3 separate regions of the Mus musculus genome follow, and regions 1 and 2 are each linked to region 3. A link is a contact called in public HiChIP or PLAC-seq and Micro-C data. All regions are on one chromosome and are shown on one strand. Each heading gives the region's core, a stretch centred on a gene start, on an enhancer-like site or on the middle of the called end of the contact. The rest is flanking DNA. Distances are from core to core; before and after follow the strand shown. Region 1 overlaps Rbms3 (RNA binding motif, single stranded interacting protein). Region 2 overlaps Rbms3 (RNA binding motif, single stranded interacting protein). Region 3 overlaps Rbms3 (RNA binding motif, single stranded interacting protein).

Evidence for each region. Hi-C and Micro-C count contacts between places; a contact is called where the count stands out from the background. HiChIP or PLAC-seq counts read pairs in DNA pulled down with a chosen protein or histone mark.
Region 1: a contact with region 3 is called in a FOXA1 HiChIP or PLAC-seq map of pancreatic cancer cells. The contact joins two enhancer-like sites. A contact is called at or near these places in 2 of 484 Hi-C or Micro-C datasets (nephron progenitors and uterus) and 2 of 115 datasets of contacts at active chromatin or transcription factors (heart atrium and pancreatic cancer cells).
Region 2: a contact with region 3 is called in a Micro-C map of muscle stem cells, with 4 times the contacts expected there. The contact joins two enhancer-like sites. A contact is called at or near these places in 3 of 484 Hi-C or Micro-C datasets (muscle stem cells, myocytes and nephron progenitors) and 1 of 115 datasets of contacts at active chromatin or transcription factors (pancreatic cancer cells).

What each region holds. Positions count from the first base shown.
Region 1 is chr9:116,871,566-116,874,446 of GRCm38.p6, forward strand. All of the region lies in intron 4 of Rbms3 (RNA binding motif, single stranded interacting protein), which reads right to left. Among named protein-coding and RNA genes, the nearest start is that of Gm39452, 320 kb to the right of the region's middle. Within about 2 kb of position 1,541, at least 94 of the 459 cell types and tissues checked have an H3K27ac peak or open chromatin away from gene starts, as enhancers often do. A contact at or near this core is called in pancreatic cancer cells, where this site is marked.
Region 2 is chr9:117,150,829-117,153,596 of GRCm38.p6, forward strand. All of the region lies in intron 1 of Rbms3 (RNA binding motif, single stranded interacting protein), which reads right to left. Among named protein-coding and RNA genes, the nearest start is that of Gm39452, 42 kb to the right of the region's middle. Within about 2 kb of position 1,378, at least 25 of the 459 cell types and tissues checked have an H3K27ac peak or open chromatin away from gene starts, as enhancers often do. A contact at or near this core is called in muscle stem cells and pancreatic cancer cells, where this site is marked.
Region 3 is chr9:117,015,500-117,018,199 of GRCm38.p6, forward strand. All of the region lies in intron 3 of Rbms3 (RNA binding motif, single stranded interacting protein), which reads right to left. Among named protein-coding and RNA genes, the nearest start is that of Gm39452, 180 kb to the right of the region's middle. Within about 2 kb of position 1,287, at least 46 of the 459 cell types and tissues checked have an H3K27ac peak or open chromatin away from gene starts, as enhancers often do. A contact at or near this core is called in muscle stem cells and pancreatic cancer cells, where this site is marked.

The DNA.
Region 1 (2,881 bases), core at 291-2,790, 140 kb before region 3:
TGTGGTAGTCAGTCCACTGTCAGCTTGACAGAAACTAGAAGGTCCTGGAAGATGAGCCTCTTAGGCATGTCTGTGGGGTTATCTTGCTTGTATTCACTGATGTAAAGAGCTCTGCCCACTGTGGGCGACACCATCCCCTGGCTGGGATCCTGGACTATGCAAGAGAGGAAGGGAGTCAGCAGCAGCCTGCATCACTCTCTGCCTCCTGACCGTGCGTGTGATGAGAGCAGCTGCTTCTGTCTCCTGACACCTTGATTTCCCTGCCTTGATGGGCTGTCAGTGTAAATAAAGCCTTTCTCTATTAAGTTGTTTTGGCAGGACGTTTTTATCATAACTGTTTGTGATGGGAAATGACAGGGACCGAGACTCTCCTTCTGGAAGAGAAAATGGACTTCATTGTTTGGGGGGGGGGAGGGATATTTAATAGAGATTAAATGGCAACCTAAGCTTCACCTTAAATATATTAAGTTGGGGTGTGCCATATTGAAAGTAGTACAGTTATCTGTATACAAATATTGATTAAAAATTACCACTGAAAGCTAGAAGAGTTGTGTGCACACACATACATGTGTGCACACATAGCACATACACCATACAGGAATTAAAACGATAAGAAAACAAAATAAAAGAGTAGGGCTCCATTAACTGAAGAGTGTTTCACTAGTCAGGAAACATTGGGAGCAAGAATCCTCATTTCAGACTCTGCAGAGCTCACAAGGAAGAGGGTATCGGTGAATGAGGCCGCTGTCAGACACCCTCTTCATTCACGCCGTAAATCACAAACATTAGACGTTGGCAGTTTATATTTTGGTTGTGATCTTTGACAACCTTTTATTTCTATCTAACAGAAAACTGATGAATGAAACAAAGCTTCCACGAAAATCTAAGCATCCTGTAGCTCTGTGAGGACAACTCCCTACCCAGATAGAAATGCGCCAGGAAGGACAAGTGAGCTGTTTCAGCAGGGAAGGCTCGTGGCACCCGGTCAGAGGACCTGAGTTCAGGAGCAGAATCCATGTGATAAAAGGAGAGGACTAAATGCTGCCGATTGTCCTCTGACCTCCACATGTCTGTCTGTCTATCTGTCTGTCTGTCTGTCTGTCTGTCTCTCTCTCTCTCACACACACACACACACACACACACACACACACAGAGAGAGAGAGAGAGAGAGAGAGAGAGAGAGAGAGAGAGAGAAACTTAGTGGTAGTAGAAAAAAATCATAAAAATAAAATTTGAATATTCTTTCTAACATCTGAGACAAGCTTTACTTTCTTTAACTCCTGACTTCATCCTGATTGCACTAAATATATCCTAATCTGGAATATTCTAAACAGAAAATGAAGAACACTCATGTGTGCATAGTCAACTAGTTCCTCACCACAGAGTACCCTGTGGCCCATTTTGTGACTCCCCTGCTCATGTCTTTCTCAGAATAAAATTAACTTTTCTAGAGATCTCGTCGTCTCTGAAGGAACAAAGGTCCTACATGTCTGACTGACACCAAACCCATCAAGGCAGTAGATCTGGGAAGAAGTTGGCTCATGAAACCGCTTAGTCATTCCCATTCAACCCTCCGACGCTCAGTGTGAGCTGCCAAGAAGCCGTATCATGAAAAGCTAATTTGGCTCTTGAAGATAGCATGTTTTCACAAAGTGATAAGAAGGAGAAGTTGAGCTGGGTTCAGACAGGCTGTCTCTGTTCTCAGAAATATTGTCTGCTGTTTTATCAGCCGCTACATTCCACAGCAAGAGATGAAATACGACATTCTCTCCCTCCAAGGGTGGGGCATGCTTCTATGCGTGCATGTCTGTGTGTATGTGCGCGCGTGCATGCGTGCGTGCGTGCGTGCGTGCGTGCGTGCGTGCGTGCGTGCGTGTGTGCGTGTGTGTGTGTGTGTGTGTGTGTGTCCTTACTGCACAAGTTTGGTTCAGTCAGCAGTTGACACAGAATCCTGCCTCTGGACACATCCCTTGAACCTTCAGCCTCTGCTGAAACATTTCCTTTCTCCTGGCTTTCATCTGAGTTTCTCTCTTCTCCACCCCACTTATTCCCCTTGGCTGCTGTTCAGTTTGGTCATACATTTTCCAGGATGCAATCTTTAAGGGATCCTGCCATGTGAACTGAACTTACTCTATTCCCAGCATTCCCCGTGCTCTTCTGTCCCCCTCGGGGAAACATGATAACCTTTGTTTTCGAAAATACCCCTGCCTTGTGTGTATATTTGCTTTGAAAGTTGAGTCTTTGAACAGGATCTGGAGCCGGCCGGCTCACACTTAGGGAGAGATCACAAGACGCTACAAGGAACCAGACAGATTATCTTGCCATCTGCTGAGGGGTTCTAAAGGAAGTGGGGCAGTTAAAGATGAAAGCGAAGCTGAGCTCCTCGCCCCACTGTTCAACCCCCACATGCCAGGAATAATCTTGACCGACCCCAAACCTGTTGGTTGGCCTCTTAGAGAAAAGCAATAAAGTTGAACTGAGTTCCGTTACCCTGCATTAGCTGTGATCCAAATATCTAGCCATTTACAATTTGACACTTTCATAGGAGTGGTGACTCATTCCTGGAGCATATCAGCCTTAAAGCAAATAGCCACATGAAGTTCAGAATACCAGAATAGGCCAGTGGCTTCCCTATTCTCTCTCCCCACTGCCCTGTACATTCAGGTGTTATTTCTGCTACATTATGTCCCTTGAAGATGCTGGTTACTGAAAGAGGCCAGAGACTTTTACAACCTAAAGAAGCAAGCAGGCCATGCTCTCCCTCTCTCGCCACCTTTCTCTCCTTTCTTCTTTCTCTTTCTCTCTGTCCTTTCCCTCTCTTCCCGCTTCTCTCTCTCTCCTTTTCTCCCTTGCACTCCTTCTCCTTCTCTCCCTGCCTCTT
Region 2 (2,768 bases), core at 128-2,627, 140 kb after region 3:
AATGGTCTGAACAATATAAAGAATCACTGACAAGAAATTTGTTTGCAGCAAAATGCGGAGAGGTCTGATCGGAGAACAGGAAGAGGAAGAACCTAAGACCGGAAGGGGAGGAGCCTAAGACGGGAAGGGGAGGTGTCTAGGAAAGGCAGAACGATTAGGTGGTCTCTGCAAAAGGAGTCAAGAGCTCTCTTTTCCTGTGCAAGCTGTTATTTATTCCTTCATTTATCTATTCACTTGTTATTGTAATGCTTCATTAATTACTCTCCTCACTGCTATAATAAGTATCTAACAAAAAGCAAGTTCATGAAAGAAGGGTTCTTTTGGCTCATAATCTGACTGCACAGCTAGTCCATTGTGGTAGGGAATTCATGGGAGCCAGAACCTGAAGCAGCAGGTCCTGTTGCATCCACACTCAGGAAGCAGAGAATAGGGAATTCTGGCTACTTCACTGGCTTCTCCTTTTCTTTTCCTCTTTAAATCTAGGACCCCAACCTTGGGAACGCTACCACCCATGTCCAGGGTAGGCAGTTCTACCTCAACCAAATCTAAAAACTCACTTCCAGATAAGGCTGGAGCTGTACTGGCTAGTTTTGTGTCAACTTGACACAGGTTGGAGTTATCACAGAGAAAGGAGCTTCAGTTTAGGAAATGCCTCCATGAGATCCATGCTGTAAGGCATTTTCTCAATTATTGATGGGGGTGGGGGTCCCCTTGTGGGTGGTGCCATCTCTGGGCTGGTAGTCTTGGTTCTATAAGAAAGCAGGCTGAGCAAGCCTGGGGAAGCAAGCCAATAAAGAACATCCCTCCATGGCTTCTGCATCAGCTCCTGCTTCCTGACCTGCTTGAATTCTAGTCCTGACTTCCTTGGTGATGAACAGCAGTATGGAAGTGTGAGGTGAATAAACCTTTTCCTCCCCAACTTGGTCAAGTCATCACCAAGGAAGTCAAACCCTTGGTCATGATGTTTGTGCAGGAATAGAAACCCTGACTAAGACAGGAGCCTTGTCACTAGTGATTTTATGGATTCTGTCTAGTTAGTGACCAATATTAAACATCACAGATGTTTGTGTGCAGATGGGAGTAATTCAGATGCAAGGGGACAGATTTGCTGAGGGTGTCTCATGAAGGGGAGTATGGGACTTGGGCATGAATAAAAGGGTGACCTTTCCTAGGAAGGCATTGAGTCATCTGCAGTAGCAAGGGAGCTTAGGAGGGAACATGAAGGCAGGGGGATGGCTTGGAAGGGTTGGAGATGTTATGCAGGAAGCCTTTTACATTTTCAGTGAAATGGCAGAGCTAGCTGGAGGAGAGAGAGTGTAGCAATTAGTCATGCTAGGTGAGTGGGAACATGAACAGACCCAGGCAAGAGAACACTCTGTGAGGCAGCATTGGGGCCCGCCCGAGGTAAGTGGGAAGGAATTAGAGAGAGGTCGATGAATCTTGCTCTCCAGTGTGGCTGTGATGTGTGCTTACAGGGAAAAAAAGAAAGCTGGATTCATCTGGAATTAGAAGTCTTCCACAGTAACAAGAAGGAGAGGGGAGGTGTTACATGAATATTTGTAATAGAATTATGATTTTCTTCTATGAAGTATCAGTGGGACACTGTGAACAATAAAGAAAAGATTACAATAAAAGCAATCCCTAGTTCGTGGTGTGATTACAATTAGTTTAGTAAGCACTGGTATGAGAAAAGCCAGACAGGGTGAACTAGAAGAACAGCAAGACCTGAGTCACCAAAGACCTGAAACCAGGATGATGAGTGATGGTTAGGTAATTGGTAATAACAGAGTCTGGGACAGTGCCACTGGGTGGGTGGCTGAGGACCAATAATGATGAAATTATATCGTGGGGGGAAAGGGTTAAAACCAGATAAACCACGAGGTGTGGCAGAAGGATGCCGAAGACCATGGGTCACCACAGAAACACAGCAGGCGTGTTTGTCACTCCTCATTGCGTTGCTGTGACAAGGTGTCTGGCAAAGGAGAGTTTACATAGGCTCACAGTTCAAGTCTACAGCAGCCCATCATGATAGGCAAGGCCTGTGGTCAGAGGATGGGGCAGCGGCTTCCATTACAAACTCAGTCAGGAAGCAGAGAGCAATACAAGCCAGGGCTCTGTTCCTTCTCTTCATTCAGCCCAAGAACTCAGTCCAGGGAATGGTGCTACTCATGTTCAGTGGGTCTCTCATCTCACAGACATGCCCAGATGTTTGTTTACATGGTTATTCTAAATCCTGTCCGTCAAGATTAACCATCGGGGTTTCATATGGTAAATGGGTTTAGGGAAGAGGTGGCAGAAACAGGCTGAAGATGGTAAAGAGAACACACATCATGGAGCCTGAAGGATCCACTTCCCCAGGATAAGGCAAAAGAAAGCAGTAACCCTGGGGTATCTACATTTCAGTTAGAAAAGGGAGCAAGAAAGAATTTTTATTTTTGTATTTGTTTTTTGGGGGTTTTTTATTTGTTCGGTTGCTTGGGGTTTTTTGTTTGTTTGTTTGTTTGGGTTTTGTTGTTGTTGTTTTGGGGTGGTGTTGTTGTTGTCGTGTTGTTGTTTTTCGAGACAGGGTTTCTCTGTATAGCCCTGGCAGTCCCGGAACTCATTCTGTAGACCAGGATGGCCTCAAATTCAGAAATCTGCCTGCCTCTGCCACCCAAGTGCTGGGATTAAAGGCGTGCGCCACCACTGCCCAGCAAGAAAGAATTTTTTTAAAGTGGAAATCAAGGACTTTTTTTTTTCCTTTTTGGTATTAGATGTTTCAACTTCCA
Region 3 (2,700 bases), core at 37-2,536:
CAAATCATTTTCACAGTGAGCCCCGTCAAAAACAAACAGATTGGCATTTAACAAATATCCCCTCGACGAGTGTGGAATGTTATGCAAGTTAAAAGTTAACCTTGAACATGAAAATGTAGCCAATGGCATTCCTTGAGTCAAGGGAAGTCGTCTGTGTGTGCATCTACTTATTTATTCTGTGTGTATATGTGTGTTCAAGCACGGGTGTGCCACAGGACATGGGATGAAGTCAGAAGACAATTTGGGGGCCTTGGTTCTTTTCCCCCACCGTGTTAAGTCACATGTCTCTCTTGTATCTGTCCCACCGTGTTGAGTCACGTGTCTCTCTTGTATCTGTCCCACCGTGTTGAGTCACGTGTCTCTCTTGTATCTGTCCCACTGTGTTCTGTGCTCTTGACTAACTGACCCAGGTGCTTCCATAGAATTCTCCTGTCTTTGTTTCGTGTCCAACCATAAGACTTCTGGTATGATGTGTACCCTTGCATCCAGATGTTTGCATGTGGATTCTGCTGAGGAGAGACAGGATTCAGATTTTCAGGCTTCAGTGGATAGGGTATTGAGACAGGGAGCCAACCATACCACGACCTGTGTCAGAGGAATTCTAAACACTGACTTGTTCTGTGAAACACAAACTCAGAAGTGTGATGGCTTCAGCTGTAGTCTGTTTTCAGAAGGAATGCATGCTAACAAAAGGACAGCTCTGGTTTAAACTCAGTTGTATTTCTGAATGTAGCAGACCTGTTTTGCCTCTCTTAATGCCTCCCAGTTCTTGAGTTTGAGAGAAAAACAGACACCAAGCATTAAATATCTGATATTTTAACCCAGGAGGTCTGGCTATAAAGAAGACGATGTCTCCATTCTCAAAAAAAAAAAAAAATGGAAACGTCAATAGATCTTTCTTCTTGCTGTTTGGTTACGTATGTGTGTTCGTGTGAATGCTGGTACATGTGTGTGCCAGGGTGAAGGCACGCATGTGTGAGTGAGTGCAGAGGCCAGAGGACAACATCGTATGTCATATTACAGGCACACTCTACCTTTCTTTTGGGGCAGGGTCCCTTTCTGGCATGACACTCCCAAGAAGGCAAGCAGGCTGGCTGCTCAGTGAGCCTGCCTGTGTCCACCTCTCCAGGGCTGGAGTTGTCAACAAAGCACCTCACCAACTGAGCCATCTCTCCAGCCCACCAGCAGCCTCTTCCTACTTGATGTTTTTCAAATTAGAACCAAGGGCTAAGGAATGTGATGCAAGTCTAGAATGTTGGTGTGACTGACTCATGCATGGCATCTAACCACAGAGGAGACTTTGAACCAGGAACTAAGATCTATGCCACACATAATGGGTTTCCAGTGACTTGGGCGGCAGGCAGAATTTCAGACACTGATTCAGTGCATATCACTCCATCTGCTTCCTGATTCTGGTGCCCAGTTTCCTATCTCAACCCATGCCCTAGAATTTTAAAAAATTATCGAAATCTCACTTTTGGGCATGGCTGGCTAGTAGCATTAGATTGTGACAGTGGCTGAAAGAACTTCCAATTATGGCTCAAGGCTGTGCTCCTAACACTTGGTATTACAAAGCCAGGCTCTCAGTTCTGTGACTACTCCCTGGACTTTCTTTCTTCTACGTGGCCGTGTCATCTGACTCAGCATCACCACACGCTGGTCCTCCTACACGCAGTGACCTGCTGACTGCAGGCAGAGAACTTCAAAGTCGGCAGCGGCAACTATCTTTTTGCTTCCCTTACCTTCCTTCCTTCCCCCCCCTCCCTTCCTTCCCCTTTCTTTCCTTCCCACAAGGCTCCCCGTGACATCTCTGAAAACACATGATACAACAGATTTAGCAATATTAAGCACTGGCCCTCCATGCTACCTTACACAGCATGTGTTAAGAGGGGACTTCCAATGTCCCACAATCAAAGTTCACAGAAGCTCTGGTCAGCATCATGTTGGAAGGCTTGGAAGGCACAGTAGACAAGGATTGCCTGAGTTGACCACATGATGCAGCAGAAATATTTTCAGCCATAAAGAAGAATGAAGTTGTCCTTTGTAGGCTAATAATCGCAACTGGAGATAATCATATTAAGAGAATTCATAATAAAATGGCCTGCTTTCTCTCATTTGTGCCTCCTGTATTTTATTCAAATGCATGAAGTCATCTTCCATCTGACATGGAAGAATAGAAAAGTCGAGGAGGACAAGGTGACTAGTGAGGGGGCAGGCAAAGGGGAGCAGAGGCAGGGTTGTACAACATGCAATATAATGATGTAAAACTATATACTTACACAAAATGTCAAAGTTGAGAGAAAGAAATGAGGAAAGAAGGAAGGACAGAAGAGGGAATAAGGAAGGAAGGAAGTAAAGGAGAGGAAGGAAGGAAAGGAAGAGAAGGAAAGAAGGATGGAAACAGAAAGAAGAAAAGGAAGGGAGGGAGAAGGGAGGAAGGTGAAGGAAAGGGAAGGAAGGAAGAAGAAAGAAGAAGAGATAAGAGGGAGGGATAGAGGAAGTGTAGATAAGAGGAAATGAAAACGTAGAAAAAGAGAGTTAGAGGTGAACTCCTCATCAGAACCAGGAGAGAAGAATACATGGAGGGAGGAAGGTAAGGAAGGAGAGACAGAGGGAGGGAAGGAGAGGAGGGAGGCAGAGCAGGAGGGAAGAAAGAAGAGGGAGGAGAGATGGAGAGAAGGGAAGGACATGCCTTAGCTA